3 separate regions of the Mus musculus genome follow, and regions 1 and 2 are each linked to region 3. The links are chromatin contacts, called in public promoter capture Hi-C maps. All regions are on one chromosome and are shown on one strand. Each heading gives the region's core, a stretch centred on a gene start, on an enhancer-like site or on the middle of the called end of the contact. The rest is flanking DNA. Distances are from core to core; before and after follow the strand shown. Region 1 holds the start of Dhdds (dehydrodolichyl diphosphate synthase). Region 2 has its middle 51 kb from the start of Runx3. Region 3 holds the start of Mtfr1l (mitochondrial fission regulator 1-like).

Evidence for each region. Promoter capture Hi-C pulls out the DNA fragments that hold promoters and counts their contacts.
Region 1: a promoter capture Hi-C map of liver shows a contact between it and region 3, with 2.1 times the contacts expected there. The contact joins the promoter of Dhdds here to the promoter of Mtfr1l in region 3.
Region 2: a promoter capture Hi-C map of liver shows a contact between it and region 3, with 2.4 times the contacts expected there. The contact joins the enhancer-like site here to the promoter of Mtfr1l in region 3. A contact is called at or near these places in 2 of 39 promoter capture datasets (both in liver), 5 of 484 Hi-C or Micro-C datasets (cortical neurons, embryonic stem cells and palatal mesenchyme) and 1 of 115 datasets of contacts at active chromatin or transcription factors (large pre-B cells).

What each region holds. Positions count from the first base shown.
Region 1 is chr4:133,999,616-134,002,315 of GRCm38.p6, reverse strand. It overlaps Dhdds (dehydrodolichyl diphosphate synthase), which reads left to right and starts at 1,434. Exons shown (of 9, transcript NM_001362959.1): 1 at 1,434-1,591; 2 at 1,923-2,047. The coding sequence starts at 1,985.
Region 2 is chr4:135,201,963-135,204,904 of GRCm38.p6, reverse strand. No RefSeq gene overlaps it. Among named protein-coding and RNA genes, the nearest start is that of Runx3, 51 kb to the right of the region's middle. Within about 2 kb of position 1,509, at least 161 of the 459 cell types and tissues checked have an H3K27ac peak or open chromatin away from gene starts, as enhancers often do. A contact at or near this core is called in liver, where this site is marked.
Region 3 is chr4:134,533,756-134,536,652 of GRCm38.p6, reverse strand. Mtfr1l (mitochondrial fission regulator 1-like) reads left to right here and starts at 1,266. Exons shown (of 7, transcript NM_029759.4): 1 at 1,266-1,403.

The DNA.
Region 1 (2,700 bases), core at 185-2,684, 530 kb after region 3:
AGCAGAACAACTTCTTCCCTGTATCATTAAATACATCAAGAGGCAAGACAATGGATGATGATGATAATACTTTTGAGGAGGCAAGTTTCCCGAAGCCCAGTCCAGGCCCAAGTTTGTTCTGTTAGGTATCTAAAAGTCCTTCAGACTAGCTATACAGCTAATGCTTTTGAGTTCTTGCTTGACCCCCAAAGCTCTCCACAAGTGGCTTATGGTGTTTTGTTGTATGTTTAAGATTGTTTCTATTTTTGTTTAGTTTTGAGGTTGAGTTTTCCTGTGTAGGCCACGCTAGCCTCAAACGCCCTAGGTGACCTAAACTGCTGATTGCCCTGCATTCGCTGCCACCATGCTTTTTTATACTGGGCTGGAAACTGAACCCAGGGCTTCTAGCCTGCTAGGCAAGAACTCTACCACTAGGGCTCTATTCCCAAATGCTACGGATTGTGGTTTTGGAAGTCCTAAGAGTAAAGCTCTTTCTGACTTGTCCTCCTAAGTTCATTAACGTGGGTCTTCGGAATCTGCAAATTATAAAGTTGCTTTGCATCGCTCCCCAAAAGTGACCAGCGCAAGAAACCCTTCTGATGCGTTAGCAGCATTAAAAGGCGACAAGTAAAAAAACACGTCAGAATTTTTTGAGGAGACAGTATCCCCTAGATCAGGGTGACTAAATTTACTACGTAGCAGAAAAGACATTAACTAATTCAAATGGCCTCAGCCTTGAGTGCTGAGTTCAGTGACGACGTGCCATCAGTTTCGGCTAAAAGAACACTTTTAAGACAATTTTGTTTTTTTAAAGATTAATTTTATGTATGTGAGTACACTGTCGCTGTCTTAAGACACATCGGAAGAGGGCATCAGATCCCATTACAGATGGTTGTGAGCCACCATGTAGTTGCTGGGAATTGAACTCAGGACCTCTGGAAGAGCAGTCGGTACTCTTAAACTCTGAGCCACCTCTCCAGCCCAAGACAAATTTTTAAATAAACGCAGTTCACTTCCATGGTTTACGTCCATATCCCCAGCAGTTGGGGAGACTGAGGTAGGAGGACTGTCAAAATACGACATTACCGTGTCTCCCATAATATAAGCACTGCGATCATCCATAGAGAAACTCAATTTTGAGGTGGAGCAACCGCATCCTCTCTCCCTAACAAACTGCCACAACACCTGAGACCACGCAAATGCGTGGGCCGAACACATCTCGATCCCTCAGGCTCAACTCGCCTAACGTGCAGGGCTTGCAATAGGAGACCCAAGAGGTAGGAGTATCGGCTCACGTGACCTCGGCCTCCCAGGCGCTGTTTCCACGCCCCGCGAGAGCGGCCACCAATAGCCAACTCGCAAGAACTCGCACCGCTCCGCCCCCGAGTACGCAGGGGCGGCCCCGCCCACCACGGACGGAGGAGGCGGAGCCAATCACGTAGAGGTGACGTGTTCTTTCAGCGCCAAGTCGTAAGTCGCCCGGGAGTGGTGGAAAAGCGCCTTCTCCTGCGTCCTAGGTGGGGAGTAAACACAGAGACCCAGAGGAGGGGAAGCTGGATGTGGAGTTAGCTGCGGGAAACACTAAAGTCCAGCCGGGAGAGTGACCATTGAGGTAACAGATGCGGCATCCAAGGAGGGTAGTGATTGGTTAGCTTAGAGTGAGCAATGGTTTGCGGGGCAATAGAGAAGGAAGTTGTGGGGATTGACCAAGCAAGATGTAGGTACCATGATGTGGCAGGATATTTGGAAGAAATCAGTGCACGTAAGGATAAGAAAGTGGGAACTACCTTGCTCCAAAGGTCTCCCGTTGGCTTGTAGAGGCCTGAGCGGATTAGAACAGTCTCTGGATTCAGACGCGTGTTGCCTGCCACAGTCCAGCAGAGTCTCTTTAGTCAGTTTTATTGCAAGCAAGGATGACTTCTCTCTCTTTTCATTTATTCAAGGTTATCTGGCTGTTTTTTGTTGTTGTTGTTGTTCTTGTGTGATTTCTGACATAGCAAGAACTATGTCATGGATCAAAGAAGGAGAGCTGTCACTGTGGGAACGGTTCTGTGCTAACATCATAAAGGTGAGCAGTACCCCGGGGGAAAAGTTGACCTTTTGGATAGTTGAGTAGTTCATTATTAAATTGTAGCAATCCCAATGAAGTAGAATTTAGTAAAGAGAGAATCTTGAAATTATAATGTAGTTTGAAGGGCTGCATTTCTAGTATTTATTGTACTGTGTGACTTTTTTTTTTTTTTAAGGCCAATCAGGGTCTCTTAATATCATTAGATCACATAGACTGTTAGATTTTCCTTCTGGAAAACTGAATTGTGCCGTTGAGAGTGTCAAAAGAGCTCACTGGTCAGGTGCTTTCTTGGTATTCACAAGACTCTGAGTTTGAAAAAGGAAGAGAGACTGTGACTCTGAATGGGAGGGAACAGAAATTTGTCTCACTAGAGTTGTAGTTCTCAACCTGTGGGTCCCAACCCCTTCAGAGGTTGAACAACCCTTTCACAGGGTCGGATATCAGGTATCTGACATTACGATTTCCGATAGTACCAGAATGGCAGTTATAAAGTAGCAGTGCAAATACTCTCATGGTTGAAGTCAGCACCTGAGGCGCTATATCCCAGGCTCACAGCATAAGGACAGCTGAGAACCACTGCCCCAGCGTTTCCATCGGTTTCTCCTTGCAGTGTCTTCTGAGTTAATGGTTCTTTGATGGTTAAAACTTTA
Region 2 (2,942 bases), core at 260-2,759, 670 kb before region 3:
AGGTCTCTGGGTAAGCTGGCTAGATGACACTAGCCCTCCATCGTTAAGCCCAGGGTTTAATTGACAGAGCCTACTTTTATGAACAAGATGGAGGACAATGGAGGCAGATCTATCAACCTTGGGACGTCACAGACACGCCTACAGCCTACATATGCCCACTCGTACAGATGAGAACACACACACCCCATGACCTCACACCACATCTGTATGCTAACAGAAAAATGTTTTGCCTCCTCTTTAAAAGTTAAAAAACAAACAAACAAACAAACAAACCAAACCAAACCAAACCTGCTCCCTATTCCTACAGATCCTTCTGGGACTCAGGGGTCCCTGCAGGAACCTCGAGGTCACCTGTTTTGCAGTTTTGATCGGGAAATGTGAATAACTGTAAACACAGACCATCCCAAGTTCCCAGCCCGGGATCAGTTTTGCCACTGCCACTGGCAGTTGGTTTTTGAAGGGAAAATCCAGCAGGGCTCTGCCGTCACATTTGAACTTGACATTCTACACCTGCTTTTCCTTATCTGATGTCAAGTAGAAATCAATCATGACAGCAGGAAGCTGGATTGTCTCCAGCGTCTGTGTGACAAGGATGGCCAAGGCCGGAGTTCCTTGCCAGAGAGGGACTGCAGGGGGTTAGTGCTGATCTGGTACAAACCCTCGAGGCTCAATGGGGGCAGGATGGGGGTGGGGTGGGTGGATGGGGGCCGTAGCTATGGGGCCACACCTGTATCTTTATCCTCTCCTGCCAGATTTTACGGGTCTCTCCAGCTCTGGGGTAGCACAATGCCACTCGCCAGGCGCCAGGCCACAGGCAATCCTTGACACCCAGTGTCCATTTCAGGTTAAAACACATCTGTATGGGGCAGCCTGATGCTTTCCCAGTATCAGTGTCGTGGCTAGATGTGACTAAACAGAGACATTGGGTTTTTCTGTCTTCCACAAGCATCGGGAATAGCAAGGGAGAGCAATGTAAATAGAGACAGGCAGGCAGTGCAAGCCAGGCTTGAGGCTGATTCACGAACGCGCCGCTACGGACACCCTCACAGACATTTACCCAACCAACCTCAACTGACCCATGAAGGAACTTTGCAGAGAGAAAAAGACAAAGGGTGAAGAAGAAAGAGTACCGCTGTTTTGTTTTATTTGTTTTGTTTTATTTTATTTTTATTGCTTAGGCGATGACGAAAGTCTTTCTGCTCACTGAGAATGTTTGGAAAGCACCGGAAGCAAGAGGCTTGGCAGCAGCCCCACCCCCACCCTCACCCCTACCCCCCACCCTGAGTTGCGACTGGCCCTCGGGGACAGCCTACTGCGGTGTGTCTCCAGCCTGTTGACTAGGGGTTTCTTTTCCTGTGAGGGCGGCAGGGCTTTATTCTCTGTCACTAGTCGACTATGTTGCAAGTATCTCCGCGTCATCTGGAACTCTAGATTTTGGTCAGATCCCCTCCCTGCTCGCCTGTCCCACGATGAGCAGGGCTCGGTTGTTTCCAGCTCTCATGGTGACACATTTAGTCACAGCCGGAGGGTGATGTCGTTGAGCACGCATCTGGGGCTGTACTCCGTGTATGGAGTGCAGAGGAAATATGCAGAAATGGGAAATGAAAGTGTGAGAGTATGTGGGGGGGGGGGCATTGGCTGGGGCGGGGAGTGTTCCACCAGCATAGCCTTAGGAAACAGATTAAGAAATGTGAACCACCTTTAATCCCAGCAGGCAGAGGCAGGCAGATCTCTGAGTGTGAGCACAGAGAAACAGTCTCAAAACAAACAAACAAACAAACAAACAAACAAACAACCCAAAACCCCCAATAAACAAACAGACAAAAATAAAAAAGAAAGACAGACAAAGAGAGGAAAAATGTGAACAAAATGGAGCTGTTTTAAGGCTTTTGATAGGTACTATGGGGGTGGGGTGGGGGTGGGGGTGGGGGTGTGTCTTGCTCCATTCCATTGCTCTCAGCTTCAATGGAAACCACGCTCCTGCGGCTGAGCAATGTCCACAGGCCCAGCCATTTTTTTTTTAACTTTCCATTGTTTCTTGGCTAGTATCTTATCCACTGGCATCTTGTTTTCGACTAACTTTCTTGTGTTCTTTCTAAGTTAATGACTTGAGAGAGTTTGTTTTTTTTTTTTTTTTAATTCTTATCAGTATTGCGTGTGCGAGCACACACTCCAGCACACGTGTGGCAGTCAGGAGACAACTTTTGGGAGTCTTTTCTTCTTCTTCTTCTTCTTCTTCTTCTTCTTCTTCTTCTTCTTCTTCTTCTTCTTCTTCTTCTTCTTCTATAAGTTCCAGTGACCAAACTGGAGTCTTCAGGCTTTGACAAGTGTGACAAGTAGCTTGATGTATGTCACCAGCCCTGGTTCTAGTGTTCTCTTTGTGGTATGTGTTTTTCTTTAGTTTTGCTTGTTTTAATTCTCTCTCTCTCTCTCTCTCTCTCTCTCTCTCTCTCTCTCTCTGTGTGTGTGTGCGCACATGCATGTGTGTTGCTGTGGATCAAACGTGGGGTCTCACATATGCTAGACAGGCCCCGTCTTCTGAAGCTGCATCCCCAAACTTGTGGAGCGTTTTTATTTTTGCAGTGCAGTTCTGTGGTTTCTTCCACAGATTTGAAGCTTCGAGAACCCTCTACCTGTTTGGGTCAGGAGGACCAGAAGTGCTTAGGTGAGGAAACTGAGGGACTTGCCTTGCAGGTGCACGGTGGACTCGACTGGTACTTGGGACACCACCGGGGACAGCTCTTCAGCCCAGTCTGTGGCATCGCAGTAGAGAGAGGCTACTGAGGACTGTGGGCAAGGCGACCATAATCATGGAGGGGCTGCCAGTCAGTCAGTGTTCTTGCTATGACAGCTGACGGCTGCGGCGCTGGACTCCCAGCAGAAGCCACGTGGCACAGCTGCGGCGCGCTGGACTCCCAGCAGAAGCCACGTGGCACCGACTG
Region 3 (2,897 bases), core at 17-2,516:
AAGCCCCTTACCCCATAAAAACCCCTAGCTTTCCAGCCTCGTGGCCGACATCCGTTATCTCCTGTGTGGGATGCATGTCGGTCCGGAGCTCCGTAATTAAACGACCTCATTTAATTCCATCAAGATGGTCCTTCGTGATTTTTTGGGTGCACACCGAATCGGGAATTGAGTGGGGGTTTCCCCACTAGGTTCTATCAGTGGCTTTGTCGCTGATAGACTATCTGACAGTGATACCCAACAATCAAAAAGGAGCTGAGAAATTCCAGCTATCTATCTTGGCATGTGCCCTACCGGTGTTTAGAAGTAAATGTCTACAATTGTGATACAACTTCCCTGGGATTTAGCACAGTTGCAACTGTGCAGGTTTTTGTAGCCTGGAGCAATAGGCTTTACCAATTCACCTAGGATGTAGTATATTCTGTAGGTGTGTGTACGTACTCACTCTATAATGTTTGTGTAACTCAGTCACCTAAGGACACGTTTCCCAAAGAGTACCCGTTCTTCAGCAACATATAACTGTAATTTCCAGAGGACAACAATAGAGAAATAAAGCATGTATGGGTGTAGTAAGGCAGGTCTGGGCATAATGCCCATTGTGACTGCACAAAGCTGTCCACCCACGAATCCAAAAGATTTGTCCCTGGCAGGTGGGGATTATAGGCTTTGGGAGAACTGGTGAGTCAGGCAAAGCCACGTGCAGAGAAGAAAGTGTATGCCCATTAACTGGATGCCATGGAGACCGGTAGAAAGAGCGACCTTGAGAGCTTTGGTGTCTCCGAGTGCCATCAATCCACCCATCTCATTAACAGACTGAACTATGCTGCACACGTGTGTACGTGTATGAGCGTGTGTGAGACAGAGAACTTTAAAATAGAAGACAGCTATTCCGAAGCACTGGAGGGCATGCCTGAAAGGCGAAAGCAGCCATTTTTGCTGGGGGATGTATCTGGGGGAGCATGAAATGGGACGAGGGTCCAGACTAGATAGGAAAGGCTGAAATGCCAAGATGAGAGGATTCGGAGATCTGCAGCAGGAGTATGGACTATTTCCAGTGCTGAGCAGCAACACTGGCAGACTACCGCTTCCCAGAAGTTTGTTGACACTAAACACGGGAAGCAACTCCTACGGCAGCAACTAAACTTGGGAGGAAAACTCCAGCGGGATGCGCGCACAGACTTCGTGCCCTCCCCCGGAGGGGTGAGGGCGTGGCCCGGGGAGGGGTGTGGCCTCCTGGCCGGTCTGCCGTCCACTCAGAGCCCGCGTCCATTCCGGGCCCCTCTCTAGGCCCGCCTCTCCTGGGCGTGGTGCTCGCCGCGCAGCTGCAAATGATTGCTTCCGGAGGCGGGTCAGCGGAAGTGAGGGACTTCGAGGCCGGGCCGCCCGCTGGGGTAGGAGGGGCTGAGGTGAGTGTGGCGCTGGAGTCCGGGCTAAGCCCGATGCGGGGTCCCACAGGAGACGGGCTCGGTGAGCGCCCTGGGCCGTCGCCGGCGTCTCCGTCCCGGCGCAGGGGAGCACGCGTTCCCTGTTCCCGTGCAAGTTCTCGCGGGAGTCGCCGCTGTCTGCCCCCCTCGGTGAGGGCACTGGTCCCCAGGCGTAGTTGCTGGCCGTGTCACCCAGCGGTTGGGGTCGCCCCAGCCGTTGGAGCGCGGTACGCCCCGGGCCGCGCGGCGTATCTGGGACCTACGCCGGCCTGGAGGCTACTGAGCGGCCCGGCCCGGCCCGCGGGTCCAAGGGCCGCTGGACGCGCGGTAGGAACTTGGCCGACCTTGGCCCGGGCCGGGTCGCCGTCGCGGGGGTGGGGACCCGTCGTTGAGGGCGCAGGGGGCTGCATCTTGCTGGCCACCGGCGCCTCGTGAGACCCTCGCGCGCTCTGCCCGGGTGTCCGCCGGGCACCGCTGGGCTAAAGTTTCTCCCTGGCCCAGGACCTGCCGGGTCGAGGCGCTCTCGGAGCAGAGAGGGTCTGCCGAGAGTGGCCGCACGGGAAGACGCGGGCACGGCCAGCGCAGAAGGAGCTGCGGCAGCGCCGATGTGCGGAGGGAGAGCCGGGGCTGCGGAACCGGCTAGAGCGTCTAGCGGGCACGCGGGGGGCGGGGCCTCGAAGCCAAGTTAGTGTCGCCTACAGCGGTTTCTTAAAAGCAAGCCAAGTGCTTACAGCGGCTGCCGGAGGCCGGGATATGGGCCGTTCGGTTACTTCCATTTCTGTTTTGAGCACCCTCGGAAGGCGATCCAGGCTGCCACGGAGTGAACTGCGAACCCCAGGCTGCCAGGGACAGAGTGATGGATGAGCTGGGTGCTGAGGGACTGAGATAAGCTGGATAAGTTGGGTCCCACAGAGGCAGTGGTATAGACTGGGGCACAGATAGGTGTGTTGGGAGCTGGTAGCCCGGTAGTAGCATGGCCCCAGCAGAAGACTAGGGAGTGAGTATGGTCGCAGATCGTGTACTTGCCAAACTGTATTAGAGCTTGGTCTTAAGAGAGCTGGAAGATGGGGTATATCCTGCTGGCAGGACTGTGGAGTCTAGAAGAGAGTTGAAAGATTTAAACACCAGAGTAATAGAACCGGCAGCTTGTTAAACCCGAGGTTTAGATTCGGTTGGAGTCTTTGGAGATGAAGCAGGACAGGAGAGGGCGTAATGGCAGGAGTAGCACAGTTAAGTGGCCTTTAGCAAGAAGTCTGGCACACAGGGACTTTGTAGGCTTGAACATGGCTGCACATATCAGAACCTGGACCAGACTTTAGACACTGTCCACTGAACAGCCATTTGGTGACTGGCTAGACAAGTTCTTTCCTCTCTCCATGTATACTCTCATGACAACTCTCTAAGGCAGAAGAGGAACTCCAGCTCTCCCTTAAGAGATGCCGACCATCCAGTTCATCTCCTCACTGTTGAGAGCCA